Regions from separate parts of the Mus musculus genome. Here all the other regions are linked to region 3. The links are chromatin contacts, called in public HiChIP or PLAC-seq and promoter capture Hi-C maps. All regions are on one chromosome and are shown on one strand. The core of a region is the stretch at or near the end of the contact, and the rest is flanking DNA. Distances in the headings are between cores, read along the strand shown.

The links. Promoter capture Hi-C pulls out the DNA fragments that hold promoters and counts their contacts. HiChIP or PLAC-seq counts read pairs in DNA pulled down with a chosen protein or histone mark.
Region 1: a promoter capture Hi-C map of second pharyngeal arch cranial neural crest shows a contact between it and region 3, with 4 times the contacts expected there. The contact joins the promoter of Ankrd26 here to the promoter of Adipor2 in region 3. A contact is called at or near these places in 7 of 39 promoter capture datasets (the C10 cell line, the HPC-7 cell line, cranial neural crest and 4 more), 4 of 115 datasets of contacts at active chromatin or transcription factors (astrocytes, embryonic stem cells, extraembryonic endoderm stem cells and 1 more) and 1 of 9 other capture datasets (embryonic stem cells).
Region 2: a contact with region 3 is called in an H3K4me3 HiChIP or PLAC-seq map of stem cell-derived neural progenitor cells, with 8 times the contacts expected there. The contact joins the promoter of Bms1 here to the promoter of Adipor2 in region 3. A contact is called at or near these places in 3 of 39 promoter capture datasets (cranial neural crest, pre-B cells and second pharyngeal arch cranial neural crest) and 4 of 115 datasets of contacts at active chromatin or transcription factors (astrocytes, bone marrow-derived macrophages, extraembryonic endoderm stem cells and 1 more).
Region 4: an H3K27ac HiChIP or PLAC-seq map of extraembryonic endoderm stem cells shows a contact between it and region 3, with 5 times the contacts expected there. The contact joins the promoter of Zfp248 here to the promoter of Adipor2 in region 3. A contact is called at or near these places in 2 of 39 promoter capture datasets (cranial neural crest and hippocampal neurons) and 4 of 115 datasets of contacts at active chromatin or transcription factors (astrocytes, bone marrow-derived macrophages, extraembryonic endoderm stem cells and 1 more).
Region 5: a contact with region 3 is called in an H3K27ac HiChIP or PLAC-seq map of extraembryonic endoderm stem cells, with 12 times the contacts expected there. The contact joins the promoter of Zfp9 here to the promoter of Adipor2 in region 3. A contact is called at or near these places in 3 of 39 promoter capture datasets (cranial neural crest, hippocampal neurons and neural stem cells) and 3 of 115 datasets of contacts at active chromatin or transcription factors (the NIH/3T3 cell line, astrocytes and extraembryonic endoderm stem cells).
Region 6: a promoter capture Hi-C map of pre-B cells shows a contact between it and region 3, with 4 times the contacts expected there. The contact joins the promoter of Kdm5a here to the promoter of Adipor2 in region 3. A contact is called at or near these places in 9 of 39 promoter capture datasets (the 3T3-L1 cell line, 3T3-L1-derived adipocytes, the C10 cell line and 5 more), 7 of 484 Hi-C or Micro-C datasets (B cells, CD4 T cells, the HPC-7 cell line and 4 more), 4 of 115 datasets of contacts at active chromatin or transcription factors (astrocytes, bone marrow-derived macrophages, large pre-B cells and 1 more) and 3 of 9 other capture datasets (adipose tissue, embryonic tail and liver).
Region 7: an H3K4me3 HiChIP or PLAC-seq map of pro-B cells shows a contact between it and region 3, with 4 times the contacts expected there. The contact joins the promoter of B4galnt3 here to the promoter of Adipor2 in region 3. A contact is called at or near these places in 2 of 39 promoter capture datasets (cranial neural crest and hippocampal neurons) and 3 of 115 datasets of contacts at active chromatin or transcription factors (embryonic stem cells, large pre-B cells and pro-B cells).

The regions. Positions count from the first base shown.
Region 1 is chr6:118,560,483-118,563,848 of GRCm38.p6, forward strand. It overlaps Ankrd26 (ankyrin repeat domain 26), which reads right to left and starts at 1,789. Exons shown (of 34, transcript NM_001081112.2): 1 at 1,331-1,789. The coding sequence starts at 1,575.
Region 2 is chr6:118,417,748-118,420,914 of GRCm38.p6, forward strand. Bms1 (BMS1, ribosome biogenesis factor) reads right to left here and starts at 1,670. Exons shown (of 23, transcript NM_194339.1): 1 at 1,541-1,670; 2 at 662-870. The coding sequence starts at 837.
Region 3 is chr6:119,386,721-119,390,130 of GRCm38.p6, forward strand. It overlaps Adipor2 (adiponectin receptor 2), which reads right to left and starts at 2,014. Exons shown (of 8, transcript NM_001355692.1): 1 at 1,762-2,014.
Region 4 is chr6:118,453,822-118,456,944 of GRCm38.p6, forward strand. Zfp248 (zinc finger protein 248) reads right to left here and starts at 1,685. Exons shown (of 6, transcript NM_028335.2): 1 at 1,595-1,685; 2 at 856-1,090; 3 at 25-66. The coding sequence starts at 39.
Region 5 is chr6:118,477,646-118,480,730 of GRCm38.p6, forward strand. Zfp9 (zinc finger protein 9) reads right to left here and starts at 1,628. Exons shown (of 6, transcript NM_011763.2): 1 at 1,561-1,628.
Region 6 is chr6:120,362,279-120,365,618 of GRCm38.p6, forward strand. Kdm5a (lysine (K)-specific demethylase 5A) reads left to right here and starts at 1,821. Exons shown (of 28, transcript NM_145997.2): 1 at 1,821-2,500. The coding sequence starts at 2,336. It also overlaps a transcript of Ccdc77 not described here.
Region 7 is chr6:120,293,187-120,296,541 of GRCm38.p6, forward strand. B4galnt3 (beta-1,4-N-acetyl-galactosaminyl transferase 3) reads right to left here and starts at 1,711. Exons shown (of 20, transcript NM_198884.2): 1 at 1,205-1,711. The coding sequence starts at 1,373.

The DNA.
Region 1 (3,366 bases), core at 539-3,038, 830 kb before region 3:
TGCAAGTATACAGTCCCTTTATCCTCAGATTTTGTTCAATGGGTCTTGAGAATGCTTCATTTTAAAAAGCTCAATGTTAGAAAGTATCCTGAGGATACACTACAAACCTGCATTCAATCACCAATACACGGATACATACACGGGTGTGTACACACACACTCACACACACTCACACACACAGTGGTTCTGCAGTCGTTCCTCATCTCTTTGTTTTGTTTTGGTACTTTTCTCACTGTGTTTTCTTTTAGTGTTTAACTTATATTCTATCAGGGATTTATTTTAGTGACATAGAAATGTTGCTAGTTTTCTCCAAACAAGTCAACAACCATTTCATTCCTAAGTGTTTGTTCCCTACTAACTGGGGTGTCACCAGAATCAACTTCTAAATTCTTTTTTGGTTTTTTTGTTTGTTTGTTTGGTTGGTTGGTTTTTTCGTTTTGTTTTGTTTTTTGAGACAGGATTTCTCTGTGTAGCCTTGGTTGTCACGGAGCTCACTCTGTAGACCAGGCTGGCCCCGAACTCAGAAATCCACCTGCCTCTGCCTCCCAAGTGCTGGGATTAAAGGCATGAGCCACCACTGCCCAGCAATATCTAAATTCTTACATATACTTGATTGGATATGTTCTGGGTTTTCTATTCCACCCTGCTCACTGCTGTGTCTCTTTGGCTGCTAGTAAACGACTGACTTGTGAAAACTAGTAGTTTTATCCTTTAGAAAGTTTTTTTTTTCTCGTCTCATCACAAAATCAAAAGCAACATAAGAAACTCAAAATTGTTAAAACGCTGACGGTCGGGTTTGGCTTACGTTAAATTGATCAGGATATTCAGAGTTCGAGTTCTGGGAATTACCAATCTTTGACTCGAGAATATGGAACTATTTTCCCACTTCAAAATGCAGTAAAAACAAACCAACCAACCAAAACCATTCACACAGGTGTACGGCAGTGATAAGATGGATCCTGTATGTTAGTGGAAGAATTTTTAACCTTGAACAGAAACATTTCTCCTATTATGTATTTCTACAACATAAAACTTTCTTATATGTATGCAGAAAGTTAAAATGTTAGTTAACTCGCTTTACATTGCCAGTGAAGGGAACTGTCAGTGGATCAGAAACCAGCTGAAGTGTTTTTTGTTGCTGTCCTTGCTGTTCATACAGGTCAGGGCTTAGACCCCACTAAGACTTAGGCATTCAAAGCCAGGTGGGAAGAGTCAAGCTTCCTTAATGAAAGATAGACTCTCTGTCTTCCAGCCCCAAAGCCAGACAAGGTAGGTGCACGCTCCCCCACCAGCTTCGTCCCGCCCCGCTAACTGGCGGGCCATTTATTACCTGTCCTTCTTGTCTCTATCGTTCACGCCACTTTTTCCAAGGATAAGGATATGCTGCACTTTGGCTACATCTCCCACGCTTGCAGCCTTGTGGATCTTGCCCATATCCTTGTCGTGAATATGGTACCTGGGCACGTGGGAGCCACTAGCACTCTCGCGTCCAAAGCCCACGCAGTTGCTGCGCGGGCGGGCAGAGGGGCCTAAGGGCGATGGGCCCTTACTCCTGAAGCCAAAAATCTTCTTCATGGCAGAGGGTACGCCCCTCACAGGCACCTTCTTCCCCGCGCAACGTTGGCTGACAACACAACGCAGCTAGGGCACTTATTGAAAAGCCGGCCTAGACGCACGGGATCCCACCGGGAAAGACGCTGCATGGCCCGGCAGGTTTTTAAAGCACAATAATCGCCAAGCCGAGCTGCAAACTAGCAACCCGCGCCTTCTTGCTGCCGCGCATGCTCACACAGGCCCAGCAGCGACCAGTGCCCAGCACGCGTGCGCACGGCCAGGCTCCGCCTTCTTTGCTGTTCAGGAGGTCAGGGCGCTGCAACCTAGCGGGTTCTCTAACCCGGGGTTTAAGGCGGAGGTGGGCAGTGTGTTGTTTCCAGAGGCCCGGGTTAGCCTCGGTTTGGGCGTGATCGCTGCAAGGCTTCAACAGGAATGGGGGTCGCTCAGCAGCGTGGAACCCAGACCCAGTACTCCAGGACTGCGGGCATTGAGGGCGCCTGGCAGATGGGCGCAGAACCTTCTGGAGTCCGGCCTCCCTGCTTAGCTTTGGCCTTGTGTTTCAGTGGCAGTTAAACCTGTTGGGGAGCAAACCTATTGGACTCTAGGTAGGCGATAATCAAAAAGTAAACTACAAACAGCATGGATGGAATCGTGGCGTGGAAGAGTAAGGGAAGAGATTTTGTTAAGCTAAGTAGTTTGGGAATTAGTGCAATAAATGATCGTGTTTCACAGCCTAAAGAGTCAGTATATGAGTTAGACAAGCTGATGGGAGGTAAGAAGAAAAGGTTGTCTGCATTTGGGATCTGAATGAAACGATATGATGTGTGTAAATTTTTGGTTTTGGACCTGGAAAAAGTAATACTTAGTAAGCAGTTTTCCAGTGTAAGTGTTCACCTTGACGTTTTAAATTGTTAATAAATTTTGTCAATCTAAAGCCACAACTCACCTCAAAGGGAATAAAATACCGTTCGTGCCTAATAGGACCTCCAGTGGCCGCAGGAACTACCTCAAATTCAGGCTACCTCAAATCCTGTTTCATGTTCCAATTTTAATAGAAACGACAACAAATCAACCCACTTTTCAGATACGTCGGTGGGTACGTCAGGTAAGTGGGTTTTGTGTTAACACCCCTCAGATGGCAGTTGATGAATTTCTTACCCCCTTTGGCTGATGGAAGCTAGGAGTCCCAGTGGACATTCCAAAGGCTTTACCTCCTGGACATAAAGAAGCTAGGTCCCACGCACAGGAGAACACGATGGCTCAATGTGATTTGCTTCTGGACTTGCAACGTTCAAAACTTGCTACGGCAGTAGTTCAGATCAGTCAGTTCCTATGGTACAGCTTCTTTTTTTTTTTAATTTTTAATTTTTTATTAGATATTTTCTTTACATTTCGAATGTTATCAGCTTTCCTATCCTACCCCCTCCCCCTGCTCCCCAACCCACAGGAATCCCACTTCTGCAGTGTGGATCTGTAATACATGCTGTACTCAATGGAATGATTCCACAGGTTTTTGATTTGACTATATCTTTTGTAATAAAAATTGAAATAAATTCTATTGCTAATTTTATCTTTGTGTGTGTGTGCGCGCATGTGTGTGCATGTGTGCCTCTGTGTGTGTGTGTGTAAAACAGAATCTCACTCTAGCCTATGCTACCCTTGAACCTTAATGATTCTCCTGCCTCCGCTTTGGAAAGCTGGTGTTTTGGGTGTAGACCACTGCCCCTGCTTTCTGTCTCTCTATCACACTGCTCTGGGCTTTGCTCTGGGTCCATTTAACTATTAGCTAGTTATTCTCTGCATTTTGACCAG
Region 2 (3,167 bases), core at 420-2,919, 970 kb before region 3:
TAAAACAGATGACTAAAAAATAAAGTTAATAATCAAACACATCATGACACTGACTTGGCTTTAATGTTTAAGAGAATTAAGGGGAACCATAGTGACGAGATGTTATAAAACAAGTCAGGTGTAGGAGACAGGGTAAATGTTCTATCAACTGGCTATTGAACTTGTGCTCTGAATCTGTTTTCTTATCCACAGATGAGAATAATTCCTAACTTCTTAATGCTGTTGAAAGAATTCAATTAGGTAACATTTAAAGAAAACTGCTGGCTATATATTATTATCTCCCTAAATACAGTTATTTTAGTATTTTACATTAAAAGTATTGGGGGGGAACCACCAACACTTTAACTGCCATGGAGATATGCAAAGTTTAGGAGATTTTTTTGTGTGTGATCTAAATTGTGTAAATTCTTCTTCTTGGACAAGAAAGAAAGAAGGACAGAAAGAAAGAAAACAAAGAAAAAAGTGGGGAAAGGCAAAGGGCAGGTGTTAGAGGGAAAATGTTTCTTTGACAGAGCTCTGACATTTTAGGAAAAGCCATACGGCATGCCTACTATGGCATGCCTACGTCCTTCAGACCTGAGTTAAGACTCACAAGGCAAATGCCATCTGGGAGAGGCTCCCAGTACTTAAGGGAAGACCCACTAACCCCAGGTAAACACACCTGTGAAAGGACCTCGCCATCCGCACAGCTGACTGCACTGCGAAAGCTTTGGGGTTTCTCTTCCGGGCATCCTCTTCATCTCCAAGCTGTAGGTCTTGCAGGTGCCGTTTCTTTTTCTTCTCAGCTTTAGGCCCACTGTGCTTCTTCCTATGTTTCTTGTGGTCCTTGGTCTCCATGGTGGCTATTTATCTACTACAAATAAGTCTTACCTACACGGAACAGGGAGGACGGTGGTGGTAATCAATTATAATCAGGGTAACACAGGAGGGCAGTAATTTAATTTACTTAAGTGCTGATGTATTTGTTCATTGAATGGAGGTAGAAAATGTTTAGCCAGTATCTTCAAATTCACGTCCCTTTCTTACGCCATAAAGTATAAGAGTTAGCAGCACCAACACTATCCTTCTTATGTTTTATGTTGAAGCCATTTCGACAGTGCTCATTTTTTGTAATGACAGAAATACATCCTACCTGCTGTTCTCAGTACAGAAGCCTTGTGAACTACACGTGGTTACAGAGAATTTCAAGCGTACCTTCGGAAACTGAAAACTATCTTAAGTTTAAATTAATTTTAAACTTAGTCGCACGTGACTAGTGCCTACTATTCTAGGTAGCTTAGGCTGAAGTGTCCTTTTAACTTAAAACGAAAACAAACATACAAGTTTAAGACATCCGAACAGTGCTGAGCAGACTCGCCTCTCAGCTCCTGGAGGAAGCACATTTTCCCCTCCCGGTGATCTATTTTTGCTGGGAGAAGAACACGCAGCCGAGCTGGGCAGGAGCCCTCCCTGCTCGAGTGACCCGCTCCCCATCCAGCACTGCACGAACCCACGCCCTCCACACTCCCGGGAGCACCTCTCCGGCGGCCGAGAAACTTGCCTTCCAGCCCAGACGCAGCCTGGGAGCAGCCTGTCGGGAGGTCGAGGACCGACCGAACCGGGAAGCCGACGGGGCTCGCGAAAGCACTCGGACTCACGGCAGCAACCGCTCCAGCCCGCAAGCACGACGCCGGAAGCGGAAACTGTCCTTCTGCTTGTACCCGTCGGAGGGAAACGAGCAAAGAAGAGGGGAAAAAAAGGAACCCGTGGACGGACGACTTTCAGGGGAAAGCCGGAAGTAAGCTCTGGGTTGGCTGAGGGTTGCGCAAGCGCACTTTCAGATTTCGCACGGACTGCCCTCTCCTTCGGGTCCCAGCCACTCTGAGAGTCGGGCTCTCAGCCAGCGCGACCTGGCTTCAGAGGATCCGCGCGGCGCTGGGCCCTGGCCCGCTTATTTGAGTAGCAGAGGAACGCTGGAAGGACGCCCGAGTCATCGCCAGTCCCAACTTGAAAGCTGTGAATTCCGCCGCCCCATCCGCTAGGCTACCGCTCCCTGTCACCGCTGCCAGAGCTGTCCTCACGGGTTTTCAGCGCTCTGCTGCCCTCTTGTGCCAGGACCGACGGGCTGAGGGCAGGGTGCTCCTCTGTGCTCCTGGAGAGGGCGTTTTCTTCAGAAAACGTCTTAGCTTGCCATTTTGTGTGCATGTGTGGCTATGTGTGTCGTGTGTCTTGTGTCTCTGTGCTCAGCCTTGCATCCCCAGGACTCAGTCCAGTCCTGGGGAATAGCCCTCAAACCCCCAGTCCCGGTTATTTGCTACAGTTATGCTGGACTCAAAACTGAGCTCATCTCAAGGAGAATAAGAAGTAGGGTTTTTTCCTTGCGCCAAATAAGAGTGACTGCGGCCTGGGAATACGGATTCAGGTTCCCACAAAATAGCATGTTCATGCAAAACACAGCTCTCACCTCAATGAGCCAAGAACATGGGTTCAGTTGCCTCAAAGTCTCCCATTTTGTACCTTTTAATAGCACACCAACACAAAACAGCTCTAAAGGTTCATATGGAAATTATGAAACAAAATCAAAGGTTTAGCAAATGATAGTTTGTGAGGTTGGCCCTCCTATTTCTCTCTCCCCATCCTTTGACTATCATTCCAGTGACCATCATTCTAGCCTTTCTGCACATTCCAGAGCAACGCCCCAATTTCTGCAGGAAGTAGTTATAGAAAAGACTACATTGCCCTTTATCATCAACAAAAGGATTGGAATGTAAGATCGCAAACTGAGGACAAATGGCTGACAGAGGTGTCTATTGAACAAGTCAAACAGCCCTCAGTCCCAACCTGTGACAGGGTCATCCTGCCTGGCAACTATCCCCCTAGCTGAACCACCAAATGAGGCCTATGAGAAATTTCTCATACAGTCCAACGCTGGAAGAACTCAGGGCAGACACCATAGTGCTTGCTAACTCACTCATTAGGCTTATGCTTGCCTTATTTTCTTACATAGCACAGTATCACTTGCCCAGGGAATGGTGGTACCCATAGTGGGCCTGGCTATCCTAAATCAATTAATAATCAAGTCCAGCCCTCCAGTCATACCTATAAGCCAATCAGATTTATGCAATTCCTTAACTGAGACTTTCTTATTGGACCATCATATGACTCTGGACTGTGTCAAGTTGACATTG
Region 3 (3,410 bases), core at 764-3,263:
TGAATTTCTCAAAAAAATTTTATAATTTACCATCAATCTGCTGAAGCCTACAGGTGGAAATCCCTGCTGCTAAAATAATTTAGTTTACAGTTCGTTCACTGTGACAAATTTCAAAGAATGAAGAATTCTATTCTACAAGCAGTGTACAAATGAGCAGGATGTGTGACAAGATCTTAGAGTGGCCTGTGGTAAGAAGACACTTGAAACTTTAGAACTGACAAACATAATTCCCCCTTTAAAAAATTAAGGCTCTGAGCTTTATTTTTTGAGTTGTATTGGTGGTGCACATCCTTAATCCCAGCCCATGGGAGGCAGAAACTGGTGGATTTCTGAGTTCAAGGCCAGCCTAATCTACATGAGTTCCAAGACAGCCAGGGCTACAGAGTGAGACCATGTCAAAGGGAGGGCGGGCTTTGAGTAGAGCATCTGTCCATACCAGGATTCTGGACTCATAGGTAAGATTTAGAAATTAAAGCTTGCCTGAACTACATTGATCCTGCCTGTCTTCACAACATGGTAGGTGATTCATGCTAACACACAGAAGGCTGAAGCAGGATTCTTAATGTTTGGGCTACAGAGTGAGACCTGCACACCCTCACCCACGAACAAACAAAACAAATACACTTAGTTGGGAAGTGTTTTATGAACAAATAAATTTTAAAATCCTAAAAGACTGCAGTATTTTTACCTTGCTCCTTGGGGAGCAGGGGTAAGCATTCTGCTTTGGGGAAACACAATGAACACAGCAACACAAGAATTACAGGCCATCAAGTGAGATGGCTAAAGAGTATGCTTGCCAGGCAAATTTTCAAGACCTTGCCGCCTGAGTTCGATACCCGGAACCACATAAACGTAGACGATGATCAACTTTTACCAAGTTGTTCTCTAACCTCCACACGTGTGCCATGAACACAGGAGTCACACAGAAACACACCATAATAAACTGGATAATTTTAATTTTTTTAAAGTTTTTTTTTCTTTAAATGAGACAACCAGAGTAAAACATAAATGCAACTAAAAGATCATTTCCACTAAAATACTAAAACCACCAATGAAGCATTGTACCTACCAAATCCCAGGTGGTCATGTCATTTATCAAAAATTCATTGCTCAACGCTCTCGTGAAGTTTTCAAACTCCAGAAACAAATGTTTAAATCAAGGTCAAAAAAAACAAAAGAAGAGACTCATTAGCTGTCTGGTCTAGCGCTCCCTCGGACTCATCAAAACTTATTTTATAGCCGTTTCCAGCAATTCTCTAACAAGCTAACCACTGGCAAATAAAAACCCAAAGGGGCTCAGAACTGGGCCCAAGAACTATCCCGCAGTGACAGCCTGACGCGCCACCTAAGGAAAGGTGAGGGCAACCTTCCCATCCCAGTGGTTGGAAAAGTCGCGCTGAGCACAAGCCATCCGAAGCAAGCCTGCCAGAGAAATCCCTAGAAGTGGCAGAAGACACCAACTAGAAGTCGGGGCGGGAGGATTTCAGTCTCCGGCCATCGCGGGGGTACCGGCTCCGAAATCGACTAGAGACGGAGCGAGGGGCTTCGGACTCTGCCCCGCGGCGGGGACAGGGCAGCGGGCGCCCGCGACCGCAGCTGCACGGAGCGCGGCCCCGGCCCCCCCCCCCACCCCACCCCCCCGGCCGCTGCTTGGGCCCCGCACCAGGCGCGCGGCCGCAGGTCAGAGTTCCGGCCGCGCTCGGAGCCGGCCAGGCGCGCGCTCCCGGCCCGCGCCGGGGACACCTGTCCCTCAGCCCTCACCTCCTTCCGACCCGGGCAATCTGCTGAGCCCGGGAAGCCGCGCTCGAGCCACAGCCCTTCGCCCGAGTTAGCGGCCGTCTCACCGCGCGGCTCGGGCGCCTCGGGAAGCAGCGCCTCGGGGAGGGAGAGGGGGGGCGCGGAGGGAGGGGGCCGCTCGCTGGAGCCGCCACCGCCGCCGCCGCCACCGCGGTACCGCGTCGGGACTGTGCTCGCGCCGCCGCGACCGCCGCCGCCGCCGCCGCCGCGTCTCCCCGCCTCCGCGCCCGCGCGTAGCCGTGACGCGCATCGCACGAGGCGGGCCGAGCCAGTAAGACCACACCCCGTGCGCAGCCGCGCTGGCCTAAACCGGAAGCCTCCCCTCGGGAGGCTTTGGAAGCGTGATGCATCTTGGGAGTTGTAGTTCGGCCGGGTCCACAATGTAAACAGTGCGGGCAGAGTGCCTCGGAACGCTCACCCAGCTTCCTCGACGATTTCTGAAGAGATCTGAGAAGGGAGTGGGCCGCCACGGTTTAATGACTCGGGATGGAGCGTGTGTTTGTGTCAGCGGCCAACATAATGCTAGGCGTCGTCTTATGAAGGTTTCAGGATTCCGAAAGCGTTTAGTCAACTCTTCCTCAAACAGTAGGGCTTGTTTTTATTACCGTACTAACGTATGATTGATTTATGCCCTACCACTTCTAGAAGATATTCAAAATTATTTTCAATGGTCGATTGCAAACGACTTAAGCATTGTGTCTGTTTACCCAGAGGGAATGATTTGCTACGAGTGAGCTTTCCTATTGAACCAGAACAAGGAACTATAGGAGCTGGTGTGCAGAGGAAAAAAAAATGGTTTCTTCGTGTTCAGTTGTAAGAGGATTGTATCTGTCACACTCTTTAGTTCAAAACTTAATACACGTCAAAGTAAATTCGGAAGCTTTAGTTTAGACCTTGGAGGAAGCTTATTGTTCTTGCCTTTAGACCACAATCGGTCTCATAGCCAAGAAGCTAAAATGTGATGTTGAGCGATTGGAGGGAAGCAGACATGGAAAACTCTTCAACGAGGAAAAGCACTAGAGAGGTTAAAACAAGAGGATCTTGCATGTACCAGATCAGCCTGGTGTACATCGCGAGCCAGGCCAGCCTTGGCTATACAGAGTGTAAAACCATGTCTCAGAAAAAAAGAAACGAAAGAAAGAAAGGGAGAGAGAGAGAAAGACAAAGACTTGGCTACTAAGACTGAGAAAGACAATTGTACCTTTCCCATCAGAAAACAAATGCAGGCATTTGGGAATTATAAATGTGGCCCAAGGCTGGAAATATAGCTCAGTGGTAAAGCTATAGCCACTCCAAAAGCCTCGATTCCATCAATAACTTAAGGGGGGGGGGGGTGCGGGGGGAAGGATCCATAATAAATAGGGCAAAAAGAGAAGTTTTTTTTTCAGGCTGAATATAAGGTATCCCCTAAGGAAGACAGACTTAAGATAGACCATTATCTTACCAGGTATGGGGGCTCACACCTTAATTCCTAGCACGTGGGAACTGGTATAGGACGGCTGCAGTGAGTTCATGGCCAACGTGGGCCACAAGATGAGTTCCAGGTCAGCCAGGGCTAAAATGAGACCCTGCTTCAACAAAGGAAAACAAAACCCCCTCTCAAATCTTTCCTG
Region 4 (3,123 bases), core at 435-2,934, 930 kb before region 3:
AATAAATAAGCCAAAAAAACTCACCTGGGATTTGTTCATTTTCTGCTCTGAGTGGAGGAGGGAAAGCTGAGGGAGAAGGAAGAATGATGTCAGCAGAGACTTGGCCTGCCCTGCATGCAGCCACAAGCAAGGTGTTACTTCTTCAGGTGTGGCTCTAACATAAGTTGAGTTTAGATCCTTTGCACTGAATGAATGCAAACGCTTGTTTTCCCTTAGCACCCAACTTACAGGAGAATTAAAAACATGAGACAATCTTTTTAATTCAGCAAATGATAATCTAAAGGAGGAAAGGCTATGGGCTTGTCCGGACTGATGATCAAGGAAAATGAGGGAGTGCGGAGACAGCGGTGGGAATCAGGAGGTTTTGTTAAATCTAACACCATTAATCCCTTGAAGTCAGGTAAGTCAAGGAAATGAACGGGGCTTTTAAGGCAAGATAAAAATTTCAAAATGTATTTGCTTACATTCCAAGTTGCTTGCTTACAATTCTCAAAACGATCGCTTGATAAGAAACTTGCACCTCAAAGAGACAAAATATACAGCCATCTGCAGGCCCCGGTTGTGTCACTAAAAACCTGCAAGATGTTGAGATTCTCAGGACCCACCTACACTACTGTCCGATGGAAACATATGGCCATAATAGCAAGCGTGTCCCTACATGCCACCTTCACATGAGTCAAGAGTCTAAGGGACCGCCTCTCCACAGTTAACCAGGTAGGAGGGATGCATAAGATGTGGAGGTAGGGGCAGTGATAGCAATTCCGGACCTGTGAGCCTTTCACTCCCAATCGTTTTCCAAGAACTAGCATTCCATGTGCAGCCTGTATGCACCCATCTCTCTCAACTCCAGCTCACCTCTCTCCTTAAACTTGTCCCAGACTTTCGGCGAGCACACAGTCTTCCATGGTTTCAGGACACTGTCATTTTCACAAAACACATGAGCGAGAACCAAATTCAGAACTGGGATCCCGGGTGTGTGAGGGGGCAGGAGGTTTGGTGGCTAGCTAACCACTTTCCTCTTCCACTCCAAACACTGCGCCCTAGGGACCAGTCCAAAGGCCCCCTGCGAGGGTGGGCTCCCTAGTAGTAGCTTAAAAATAAAAAAAAAAAAGAAAAAGAAAAAAGAAAAGAAAAGAAAATTGCAGCAAGTATTCGTAATAGTCACACTGTGCACAAAAGGAAACCGAGTCTCGGGTAGGTTATTCTGTCCCAGTAATTCATTCACTCGGGACCTGGCTTACCCGCTCGCCCCCCACATCCCAGCATCTAGCCCCAGCAGCCAGAGAACGGATGCGTCACCGCGTCACGCTCGCGCCATGCGTGAGTCAACTCCTCAGGGTTCCGCCCAACCACCCCGCATCTTCCCCGCCTAGTGGGCAAAATGCGCAGGCGTAGCACGAGCTAGAGGCCCTAGATTAGCTCTGCAGAAGTGCGGGACTATCCGGATCCCGCAAGCCCGAGCCATGGAGTCCCAGCGCACCCCGGCGTTTCCCCATACAGCCCTCCACCCCGCTGGTCCCTGGTTGCTGCCAACAGCGACCAGGATGGCCCGAGCTCCCAGAACCCTCCGCCCTTGATGCTGTCTAAGGCTCACCCGCCGCTCCTGCAGTGCACCGTGCCGAAGGCCAGGAGTTGTTTCCCAGGAGGTACGCGAGGCCACGGATGGACCAGGAGCAGGACTGCAGTTTGCGCATGCGCAGAGGAAGGGGCGGTGCGCCCAACGGTGCTCGTAGTGGGGTCTCCACGTCCAGTGTTGGAAGAAGGACTGTTGCCTGGAAAACGGAGTCAGCTCCTGTCTCACTCTGTATTGTAAAATGATGCTGTTGAAGGCGTCTAGAAACCAGGGTTACTTTATGTAAGAAGTAAAGGTGTTTGCAGTGTAAACACGACCTTGTCAGACTCATTTCCCAGGATGGGACTTTCTGGTACACCGCGACAGTTTTCTGTATCTTTATTCTATCTAGCGCCAGCCTTCTGTCACTACCCTGGGGACTGGGGATCAAATTAATATATTTTCTACACTCAAAAAGAAGGAAAGATGTGTTAAAAATTATGTTGGAATGTCAACTGGTGTTGGAATAGTTCAGGACTTGGTCACTTTGCTGAGATTTCATAGGCGTGGCTTCCCTGTCCTAGCTACAAGACACAATCTCACATCAGACTTCCCTATCCTCTGGCTCTTAAAATCTCTACCAGGTCTTCTGCAGCATTGCTCGAGCCTTAGGTGGAGGAGTGTTATATCAGTTGGGCTGAGAACTCTTCCCTCAGTTGCTCACTGTATTTTGACAAGGTGTGTCCTTCGGTAATGGTCTCTAACTGCTGTAAAAAGAATGTCTTTGTTAAGGGATGAGAGCTACGCTTACCTGTGGGTATAATGATACGTATAGGGAATGTAGTTATGAATTGTGCTACTTTGGGACAGTGGCAGTGGTAGGGTTTCCTATAAGATTCATGATCTCACTAGCCTCGTGCTATAGGCCTCGCTTCTCTCCTGGCATCCCAAGATGAAGAATTGCAGACAATCAGCAACTACACACACACACACACACACACACACACACACACAGAGAGAGAGAGAGAGAGAGAGAGAGAGAGAGAGAGAGAGAGAGAGAGAGAGAATTAGTCTTCCCCAGGGGTGAGCCCCATGAGTTGTTGTCCAATACCAAGTGGTCAGTCAGTCCCCAAAGGCATACACCTGCAGGCAACACTGAGGGATGCAGAAGTTTCTATTTGTGTGTGTGTGTGTGTGTGTGTGTGTGTGTGTGTGTGTGTGTGTGTAAAAAGAGTGGTTAAAGAAAAAAGGCTGTGGAGAAAGGGGAGTTAGATATAGGGTAGAGGTAGAAGGGAGGACAGGGAAGGGGAAAATTATGTAATATTTTAACTAACTAATTAGTTTGTGAATGTGAAACAAATTTATATAAAATCCTGGAAAGTAGTCTAAACTAAAAGATCATCATCATGAATATTCTCTGGATAAAAGAGAGAGAAGCCACAACCCTAGTGCTGAATAGCATTAAAAGGATAGCTGCTTCTGCTGGGCCAGGCTGACCATCCCCAGAAAGATGTTGGTCTCTCGCTACATAGACAGTTCAAGGCCCACATGGGCTGCATGAACCTCAAATC
Region 5 (3,085 bases), core at 378-2,877, 910 kb before region 3:
TAAACACCAAAGAACAGATTCATTTCAAAGGAACTGTAACATATGCAAACAGGGGACCTTGGCTGTTTATATTGGAAGTAACATTTTTTTTCTGTTAATATTACATTCCTCCAAAGCTAGAAAGTCATCTTAAAGCTTTCAAATACCAGGCATTTCTTCTCCCTAAATTACAGTTTCTCAAAGCAAAAAGAAAACGGAGCACTTCTTCAAGAACCTTACATGTGATCCATTTTCTCTTATATATGATTCCTTTTGGTTCTGTTGCTATGTCTGCTACCGGCATTGGGACTTAGTTTCAATGCTATTATTCTTAAAGTGAAAGGAATTAAATCATGGTGAATAACCCTCTGTGCAGCCTCCGGTCAAGCCTTGACAGCCACACAACAGGTTTAGATCCCTGTAATTGACTGGCCTCTCAAAACAGGCTGAAACAGGGGGGTGGGGTGAAATTAAATTACATCTTAATGAACTGTTGCATGGCTGCCAAATCTAGCTTTGAAACAAATGAAGCTTTGAAACAAAATTACCTTCAAAAATAGCAATTTGAAGCCACATGGAGTGAGGCACACTTCTAGCCCCAGCACTGTAAAGGCCGAGGCAGGCAGATAGCAAGATTAAGGCTGGTTTAAGCTATAGAACGAGAGCTAGACCAGCTTGGACTACATAGTGAGACATTATTTCAAATAAATACATAAATAAAGTCATTAATTAATTAGACAACAGTTTTAGTACCATATTCCCTAAAAAGGTATATCGTGTATATAGATTAAAAACAAAAACAAACAAACAAAAAACCAAATGCTTAATTCCAGTCAGCCGGGTGCATACCAAAGGCCTAATGTATAAGGCCAGATACAAATGCGCCAATCATCAGCCTTAGGAAATCTCCTTCGTAACAGAGAACACAAATGAACAACAGTTCTCATCTTTTAGATCTGTCTCTGCTGGACGGGGTGGCACACACCTGTAAACCCAGCATCCTGGAGGCTGAGGCAGGAGTTTCAACAGCTCCAAACTAGTCTGGAGCTCCAAGGCCAGATCGACACCCCACCCCCAATCTGTTTTACTTCTATTCCCTTAGAGGGTGAGTGTATATAATTCCCAGATTCTCAGGAAAATTTAATACTGAAAGACCTTTTTTTAAAAAGCAATACTGTACTTCCAAATAACTGTTCAACAGTCTAACAAAGGATAGCTGAGGGATATGGGGAGGGAGAGCCTTAATTAATCTCTCACACTAAGGGATCCAGAGGAGGCTGGAGGAGTTTTAGGAATAGAAGACTCCAGGTATGATCAAGTATGCTTCAAGGCTGTGTCCTCAGCGGCTGCACGGAAAGCAGACGCAGACAGGACTGCGTGGAAGAGACAAGCCCGGCAGAGTTAAACAATAGAGGATTACGACCACCCGCAGGTACTGGGTAAACCAAACAGCCTCTGTGAACAGCTTTGAGGGGCCCAGATGAAAGGACCTGGCTCTGCTGGAAAAGCAGCAGCCCGCCCTGCTTGTTCCACAGCACTCTGCAAGACTGCCCTGCTCCGTGCGCCCTGAGCGATTCTCACCTCGGTGACAGCGGCCTCCGCTGCAGATGCCCGGGGATGGCTGAGAAGCGGGAGGACGCCGACGTGGCGGGAGGACAAGGCGAGTGGGTGCCACGTCACCCGGGCGGTGGCTCAGACCCGCCTGCCTCCCGCTGATGTCCCCTCCTCTCCCCTCCCCTTCCCTCCCCTCCCCTCCCCTCCTCAGCCCGCCCAGCGCGCTCCTCCCGCCGCCGCCCCACAGGATCGCGTGCTCGCTCGCCCGCCCGCCCGCCGCAATCGGAGAACCCCTCAAATCGGGGGATGCCGCGGGGCTCGGTGTCCCCCGCAAGACGAAGGACAAAAGTTCCTCAGCTGACAGGCGAGGGCTCTGCCCATGCGCCTAACGGCCCTCCTTTCTGGACTACGCTTTCCAGAAGCCTCCGCGATGACTCCGTGTGTGATCACGTTATGAAGTTTGGCTCTGAGTACCTCACTGTTGAGCGCTGCGCTGCTTCCCTAAGGCCTGATCTTTAAGGGGATGATTGAACAAGCAATGGGCACCCTGCGGAGTTAGACAGAAGGCCGTCAGAGGGTGCGCAGTGTGTACGGTGGGGTAGCTTAAATACTTGAAGTTTACATCCAAGGAGCTTGCAATTTTGTCTTAGGATTACTACCTTTCAAAACTATGTAAACGATAACACGAAACGCGAGAAACTAAAAAAATATGTACAGTATATATAAACCAAAAGAATACACCAAGTAAAGTGCCCTACATGTTAGTCCCCGCCTCCCCCTGGCCAAATTTTTAAAGTTGTATCCTACCGATGCAGAATGCCATTCTTATCCTCTCACTAAGAACGATGTCCTGAATATGTAAAACAACTTGTATATGTCCTTGGCCATAACTTTAGTCCGCACTGTACTAACCTTAGAAATATGGAAATATTACATTCTTCATACGAAAGTTACAATTTTTACACATAAATGTATACATATAGCATATATGGTGCCAGAGCTTTTAAGATCAACGACTGAGCCCCGGGCAGCCATAAGGACTCAGACTCATTGACTGGTCCTCAAAAGGCCAACTTAAGAGACAAGGGGACCAAACAGCCTGCAAGGTTCAGGATAAAGGTATTGTTGGCACAGAAACACAGCTCTTGCCTCTAAGGGGATAACTCTAAGGGGTTATTGTGAACTGAACATAATGATGGTCCTGGAACATAGACTTAGGGCACCCCAAATTTCCTTTTCCAACGTGCAAGCTGCTTCCCGGGGCTGTTTTATTTTGTGTATATGGGTTTGGGCCTGCATGTCTGTGTATCATGTGGGAGACATGCATGATGAAGCCAGAAGGGGGCATCTGATCCCTTGGAACTGGAGTGACGATCAGTCGTGAGCCATAATGTGGCACTGGGAAATGAACCCCTGGTCCTCTGGAAGTGGACCCAGCACTCGTCACCTCTGCCCCATCTCTTTGGTCCCTTCACAGAGCCTTCAGAGTAATAGAACAGAAGAAGTCATCAATGAGGACACTCACACACACTGGCGGAAACAATAGATGGGC
Region 6 (3,340 bases), core at 571-3,070, 980 kb after region 3:
TTTAAAAGTTGCTTCTTTTGTTGCCTTTTTTTTTTTTTTTTTTTTTTTTTTTTTTAAATCCCAGGGCAGCCTTGACACAGACAGCTGAGGATGATCTTGGAGTTGTGATCCTTCAGGCTCCATCCCCAGCCAAATAACAATATATTTTGATTGCGTATGTAATGAAAGAACTTTTGATGAGTTTTAAATTTTCAAGTATACCAGGTACAGTTGTGCACACCTTTGCTCCTCCCAGCACTTGGGAGGTAGAGGCAGGGGTATCTCTGGGAGTCAGAGGCCAGTCTGGTCTACAGAGAGGTCCAGGACAACCAAGGCTCTACAGAGAAACCTTGTCTTGAAAAACAAACACAAAAATTTAAAACAGTCTTTTGAATTTTACTATTTCTCTTTTGATGTGCATAGTTCTTTTTTTTTCAGATTAAATGCTAAATGACCTAAGTCTTGTTATAAAATATTTTAGTAATTGTATATAATTCATCATACCTTCCTATGTCCATTTTTTCTCTGTATATCACTTTTTCCCTTTTTTCTTTAAGCAAGAAATGGAGACTATACTGGAGTTACAGCTCAGGACACATTTACCTAATATGTTCAAGGACTTGGGTTCAATTTCTAGTACAGAAAGTAATTGAACAAACTAGCCTGAGTCCATTTCCTTGCATTCCTGATCCTGACTAGCAGAATAGAACCTTTATTTATGAGTCAGCGTTTTACCTGATAGCCACCCCCCCACTCCAACCCCCCCAGCCTTTGATTACTTAATGTGTGAATTTGTAGATGAATGTATGTGGACCTGGCGTGAAGGTGAGGTCAGCTTTCAGTTCTCTCCTTTAACCATGGGGTTCCAGGAATCAAACTTAGGATTTCAAGCTTGGTGGCAAGTGCCCTTCACAGCTGAGCCACTGTTCTGGCCCTTACCCCGTATTCTTGACCATTCTGGAACTCGATAAGTGTACCATGTGGCCTTATGGTGCTCTTTCTACATCTCCTTCCCCAGAATTGAGTTTATAGTCCTGAGCCACCACACAGGGATTTTCCTTACTTACAAGGTCTCCCGTAGCCTAATCAGGCCTCAAATTCATATGCAGCTCGAACTGCCCCTAAAGCATCTACCTTCATCACCATAAAGGTATATGGATGTGGAGGGCACAGGATAACTTTGGAGCCGGTTCTTGCCTTCAACCTTGTAGAGTCAGGCTTAGACGCATAAAGGAACTGTAGGACCGTATACCAGAAACGTGGCTTTTTTTTTTTTTAAACCAGCCATTGCTGATCGGAACTCTATGCGTGTGCAACTATGCCCGGCCTTCCAAGTAGAGGTTTCTGACAAGGTGACCAGTTTCATACCAAACTGAAATGGGTTGGTTACAAAGCAAGCGTTTTCAGGCCCTGCTTACTACTCAAATACGGTTTCGGGATGGCTGCCAACAGCTAGACTAGCAAGGCCAGGCCCTCTATGGGTAGGTTCCCAGTGTCGTGAGAAAAAGCAAGTCGCAGCTGGTGGTGAAGGCCGGCCCATGTAATGACGGAATTGGGCTGAAACCTATTGGTCACGGAGAAGCGAGAAACCCGTACGAAGGCGACCGAGCGAAACGAGTTGTACAAGACTAGCATTCGAAAGAAGGAAACGGAGACGCGGAAACTCGGCCAAGAGTTCGTCACTTGTCCAAACCTAGACAACGATGTTAAAAACAGGTCTCGGAGAACGAACAAACCCGGCCGACTAGCCACGGAGGGGCCCACCTTGCGTTCGTGTCCCCACCCCCGACACAAAGAGGAACCGGAAGCCCCTTACCGGAAGCAGTACCTCTGCTCTCCGAGGCATTACACATTCCTCCGCGCGCCGGAAGCGCGCGTTCCACCTTGCGGGGTAGCTTTTCCCTCGCCTCTCCTCGAGAGAGGTCGCGGCGCCTTGAGGGGCCGCGCACCCGGGGTGGACGGAGGGCGCAGAACTTTGACAGGCAAGCTGTGAGAAAACAAAAAACCAAAATAAAACAAAAAAGCTCCGCCGGCCGTCATGGAAGGGAGCGAGGAGAGAAGACCCGACTAGACGTGGCGGCGGTGGGATTTTGTTTCCTGCGGTGGCGGACTGATTTAGCAGCACGTTAACTTCCGGGAGCGTCCTGCCCCTGAGAGGAAAAGCCCTGAAGGAAACAATAACAAACGAGCGGAGGGAGAGCGGCTGGCGCTCCTGTGAGGACTCGTTCTCGTCCTAAGAAGATGCGCTGCGGCCCCAGTGCGGGGACGTGAGAGGGCTTTGGTGGCCGTCAGCCAAGCCTTTCCTCGCTTGTGCACCTCAGGCCCCCCTGGCTTTTTATTTTATTTTTTGGTGACCATGGCGTCCGTGGGCCCGGGGGGCTACGCGGCGGAGTTCGTGCCACCGCCCGAGTGCCCGGTCTTTGAGCCCAGTTGGGAGGAGTTCACAGACCCGCTGAGTTTTATCGGGCGCATCCGGCCCTTTGCGGAGAAAACGGGCATCTGCAAAATCCGGCCACCCAAGGTAGCGTCGCCTGAGGGCGGGGACGGGGGGCGTGCTGGGGCGGCGGGACGGTCCTCCTCCTCCCCGTGGCTTTCCTCTTTGGGGGTCTTCCGTGCTCTCCGGGGGCCCCTCCCTCCTCTCTTGGTGTCCCGAGGCCACTTTTGAGGATGTTTTTTGCCCTGGTTTCTGAACGCAGTTTCACGTCCACTTTGACATTTTATTTGATCGCGTGTGAGTGTGTGTGTGTGTGTGTGTGTGTGTGTGTGAGAGAGAGAGAGAGAGAGAGAGAGAGAGAGAGACAGACAGACAGAGAGACAGACAGACAGAGAGAGGGAGAGAGGGGAGGAGAGCGAGAGAGCGCTCGCGGAGGGGTCAGAGGACATTTTGTAGGAGTCGATTCTCTTCCTGCGTTGTGGGGGTTGTGGGTCTCCGGGCTCGAACTCAAGATTGTCAGGCTTTGGCCTGACGACTGGGCCATCGCATCGCTTCTCAGGTCCCCCTTCAAAAGACAGAAAGAGGTGTCTCTGGGACCTTTTCCTTCCCAGAACTTATTGGGCACGGATATTGTAGTGTGGATTGGAGGTAAGGATAACAAAAGGCTTCAGGCCCTTCCTAGGGAAAGGCGTTTGAAGTGTCCTGTCATCAGCTCACGCACCATCTTTCTGTTTGCGTGTTAAAAAAAACCCCACTAATGTCGACCGTTTTTGTGTCCAAGCCTACTGATGTTCAGTTTATCAAACCTTTGCAGGCCACTACTCGGGTTTCTTAAATTTAGTAATCCGAACTCAGGTTGTCTACAGGGTGATGTCACTAGACTAGAACCCCCACGCTAATTATTACTGCAACAAGGAGGCATCCTTG
Region 7 (3,355 bases), core at 461-2,960, 910 kb after region 3:
GAAATGTTCAAGTGTCAGAGGCCATACAATCTCCACAGCCCAACTGAGAGGGACCCTGGAGACCATGTAGGCAGGATTCCTCTTGCCTCTTGATCTCTAGCTACAGCCATAGCTTGATCCCTTGTAACAGCATCTTCTAGTTCACAGCCAGAATTGTGTCCACAGCCATAGAGAGGTAGGGCTATAAGAGTACATCTCCAAACCGATCCTGCTTAGTTACTGACTAGGACACTCATTTCTTCTTCTGAGCCACAAAAGATAAACCATCACATCCAGCTAAGAGAAAAACTGTTGGCCAAAAAAATCTACCAGGAGGGTAGTCTTTGAGTTTCTTAAAGCAGGAAAGTGAGACCCAGTGAGAAGATGAAGTAGAACTTCCCCCCACACCCCCCCCCCTCAAGGCTGGAGAAGAGCACCTGACCCTTCTCGAAACTTCTCCACTCCTTTCTGGCTACTAGATGACTTTTAATTTTATTAAGCCTATCAAAAGTATACTGAAAGTCACTGTGGGTAATAATCATATCCATTGAAGAGGGGATAGGCCATTTCCTCCCCTTTTCCTAAGCAGAAACTTGAGTGCTTTGATGAAATAAAAATACAAGTAGGAATTTACTCATGGCAGGGTCGCCTTGGGCGGGGTCTGGGGAGTTTGTTAGATCTGTGGGTATTGCGGAGAGTGTGAAAACACTGGAGGAGGCAGTCTGGACCAGCAGAGAACCACGCATTCAGGAGGTGGGACTCTTGGAAAAAGAGGCGCACGCAAGGCGGGAAGGCCAGGCGTCTCTCTCGGAGGTGCTTTTTGAAAAGGAACCCCCGAAAGCTCGGCTGGAGGGGAAACAGCGAGCCAACCACTCCAGCAAGCCGAGGGCAAAGTTGGGGAGGCTCTGATCGCAGCGTGTGGCCGAGTGCGCCGCAGCCCCAGAGCCCGCGCTCGCAAACAGCTCTGTCCCGCGAGGCTGTGGCTCCCGCACGGTGGAAGGCGCCCCAATCCTCCACCAGCGCTCCGGATGTCCTGAGAGCGTCCCGGCTCCACTCTGTCCTGAGTGGGCAGGCCAGGATCAGCGACCCACAGTGGCCTCGACAAGCCCAGGTCCCCAGGAAAGCGCGGGGCGGCGCCGGCACCTGGAATCAGCTCGGAGAGGCGGGTCCCCGCCCGGAGCGCCCGCCCACCTCCGCCACCTCCTCGCCCCCCGGCGCTACTTACTGTGGTTCAGGGGGTTCCCGCCGGCCTGGGCCGACGCCACCAGCTCCAGATACAGAGTCCAGAGTCCCACCGATACTACGGCGAGCAGCAGCAGCAGCCGGAAGCGCCTCCTCAGCAGCTTGATCGGGCGCAGGAGCAGCATCAGCAACGCGGCGCGGGGGCTCCCCATGGCGCTTCGCCCAGCCTGCCGCTCCAGCACCCGCTACCCACCCGTCGTTCCGGCCCGGCTCCGCCGCTCAGCGCGGCGCACAGCCAGTCTCCCCGGGTCGCTCTCCAGCGGGCCGACTGCTCATGCTCGACGCGTTGGGGTGATCCTGGGCTGCGCGGGTGCCTCGCAGGTCGTTCTCCGGCCGCGGAGCCGGGCTCCTCCTCCCCAAGTGTCCGCTCCACGCCTCTCCTCGTCGCAGGCCCGCCACCTCCCTCCCTCTCTTCTTTCTCACTCCAGCGCTCTGCCCAGGAGGCTCTCCTAGTTGCCCTCCGGCCCCTGCGCTTGCTTGCTGCAGTTAGGGCGCTTTCTCTCAGCTCCGAGCATTACCTTACTCCCTACCTGTCCCGCCCACGCCTTGGCCCCGCCCCCAGGCGCAGGTGGGCCCCGCCCCCTAGAGAATGAGGGAAGGGGAGAGGTGGGGCCAGAGAGAGCTGGTCCCTGGCGTACTCACCGGCTTGGAGTTATGTGGGAGGGTGTGTGGGGTGATGATGAGGGATATGGGACTGAAAGAAGATGCGAGCTAAGACATGGACTCTGTGAACCAAGAAAACCCAGTCACCGTCAAGATATTCGAAGGCGCTCTTTCGAAGCTTGCTGTGGGGCTGAGACACATTTTTTTTAAGTGACCTCTGTGACTTTGGCCTCAGGACCTTTCTCTACCTAGAAAGACCCTAGTCACAATTAACTGACACTTCATTCAATCTTAACTGTCTTCCAAGTCAAATTTGAATACCGTTTTTTCCCTGGCGCAACTACAACTGAAAGGCACCAGGGGAGCCTTTACAAGGAGTTTCTCCAGTTTTAGGTGTTTTGGGTGAAAGATTGTTGGAGATTAAAAAAAAAAAAAAAATGGAGGGGCCACTCAAGAGCAGACCAAATGCTTAGCATTCAGGAGGCCCTGGGTTCCATCCCAGAACCATGAAAGAACTAGGGAAATGGAAAGGGGGTCTGGCAGAACTGTAGAGATGGCTCATCTATTAAGAGTGCATGGTCTGGGTCTGGAGAGATGAGATGGCTCAGTGATTAAGCATCTTCCAGGGGTCCTGAGTTCAATTCCCAGCAACCACATGGTGGCCCTCAGCCATCTGTAATGGGATCTGATGCCCTCTTCTGGTGCGTCTGAAGACAGTTACAGTGTACGTACGCATAAACAAATAAATCTCAAAAAAAGAAAAGAGAAAAGAGTGTATGATGCTCTTCTTCAGGGCCTGAGGTGGGTTCCCCAAACCCATTAATTCCAACTTCCTCTTCTAGCTTCTGCTCCAGCCTCCACTCACATGAATATACCCACACAAAGAGGCACACATGTACATTTGAGAAATAAAATATTTTAAAAAGAAAGAAAAAATGAAAAGGAGAGGCACATCTTCCTTAAGCTGCCCGTACCACAGGTGGATTCGCGCTATTTCCTTCCGAGTCTCTTCTTTTCTCCCAACTCTCATGCCACATAAAAGGTCTTCTTTTATGATTATAGAAGCTTTGAAAGAAAGGTCAAGGCAAGCTTTTTAAAGTCAGCCAAGGTCAGCACAGAGACAAAAGAAATCTAGGGGTAGAGACTGCAGAAGAGAAGAGTGATCTGGCGTACATACCAATTGTAGGAGAAATGTTTAGCATACACAAAGCCTTGGTTTTGATTTCCAGTGTAGGTGAGTGCAGCCGCATGTATACGCGCCCCCATCTCAAAAAAATCCTTAAGAGAAGAGGAAGAGGGGAAAGAGACTGATAGAATACACATTACATGATAACAGAAGGAACCTGAGGGAGGAAGGCAGTCAGTAACAGAGGGGTAAGAAGTGATGAAAAGGCTGTGTGGGAGAGGGCTGAACAAGAACATAATGAAGTGTGTGAGTGTGCGCATGCATGCGCATGTGTGTAAAACTACCATAAGAAAACTCGGGAACTGGAGAGATGGCTCAGCTGTTACGAGCACTGACTGCTCATCC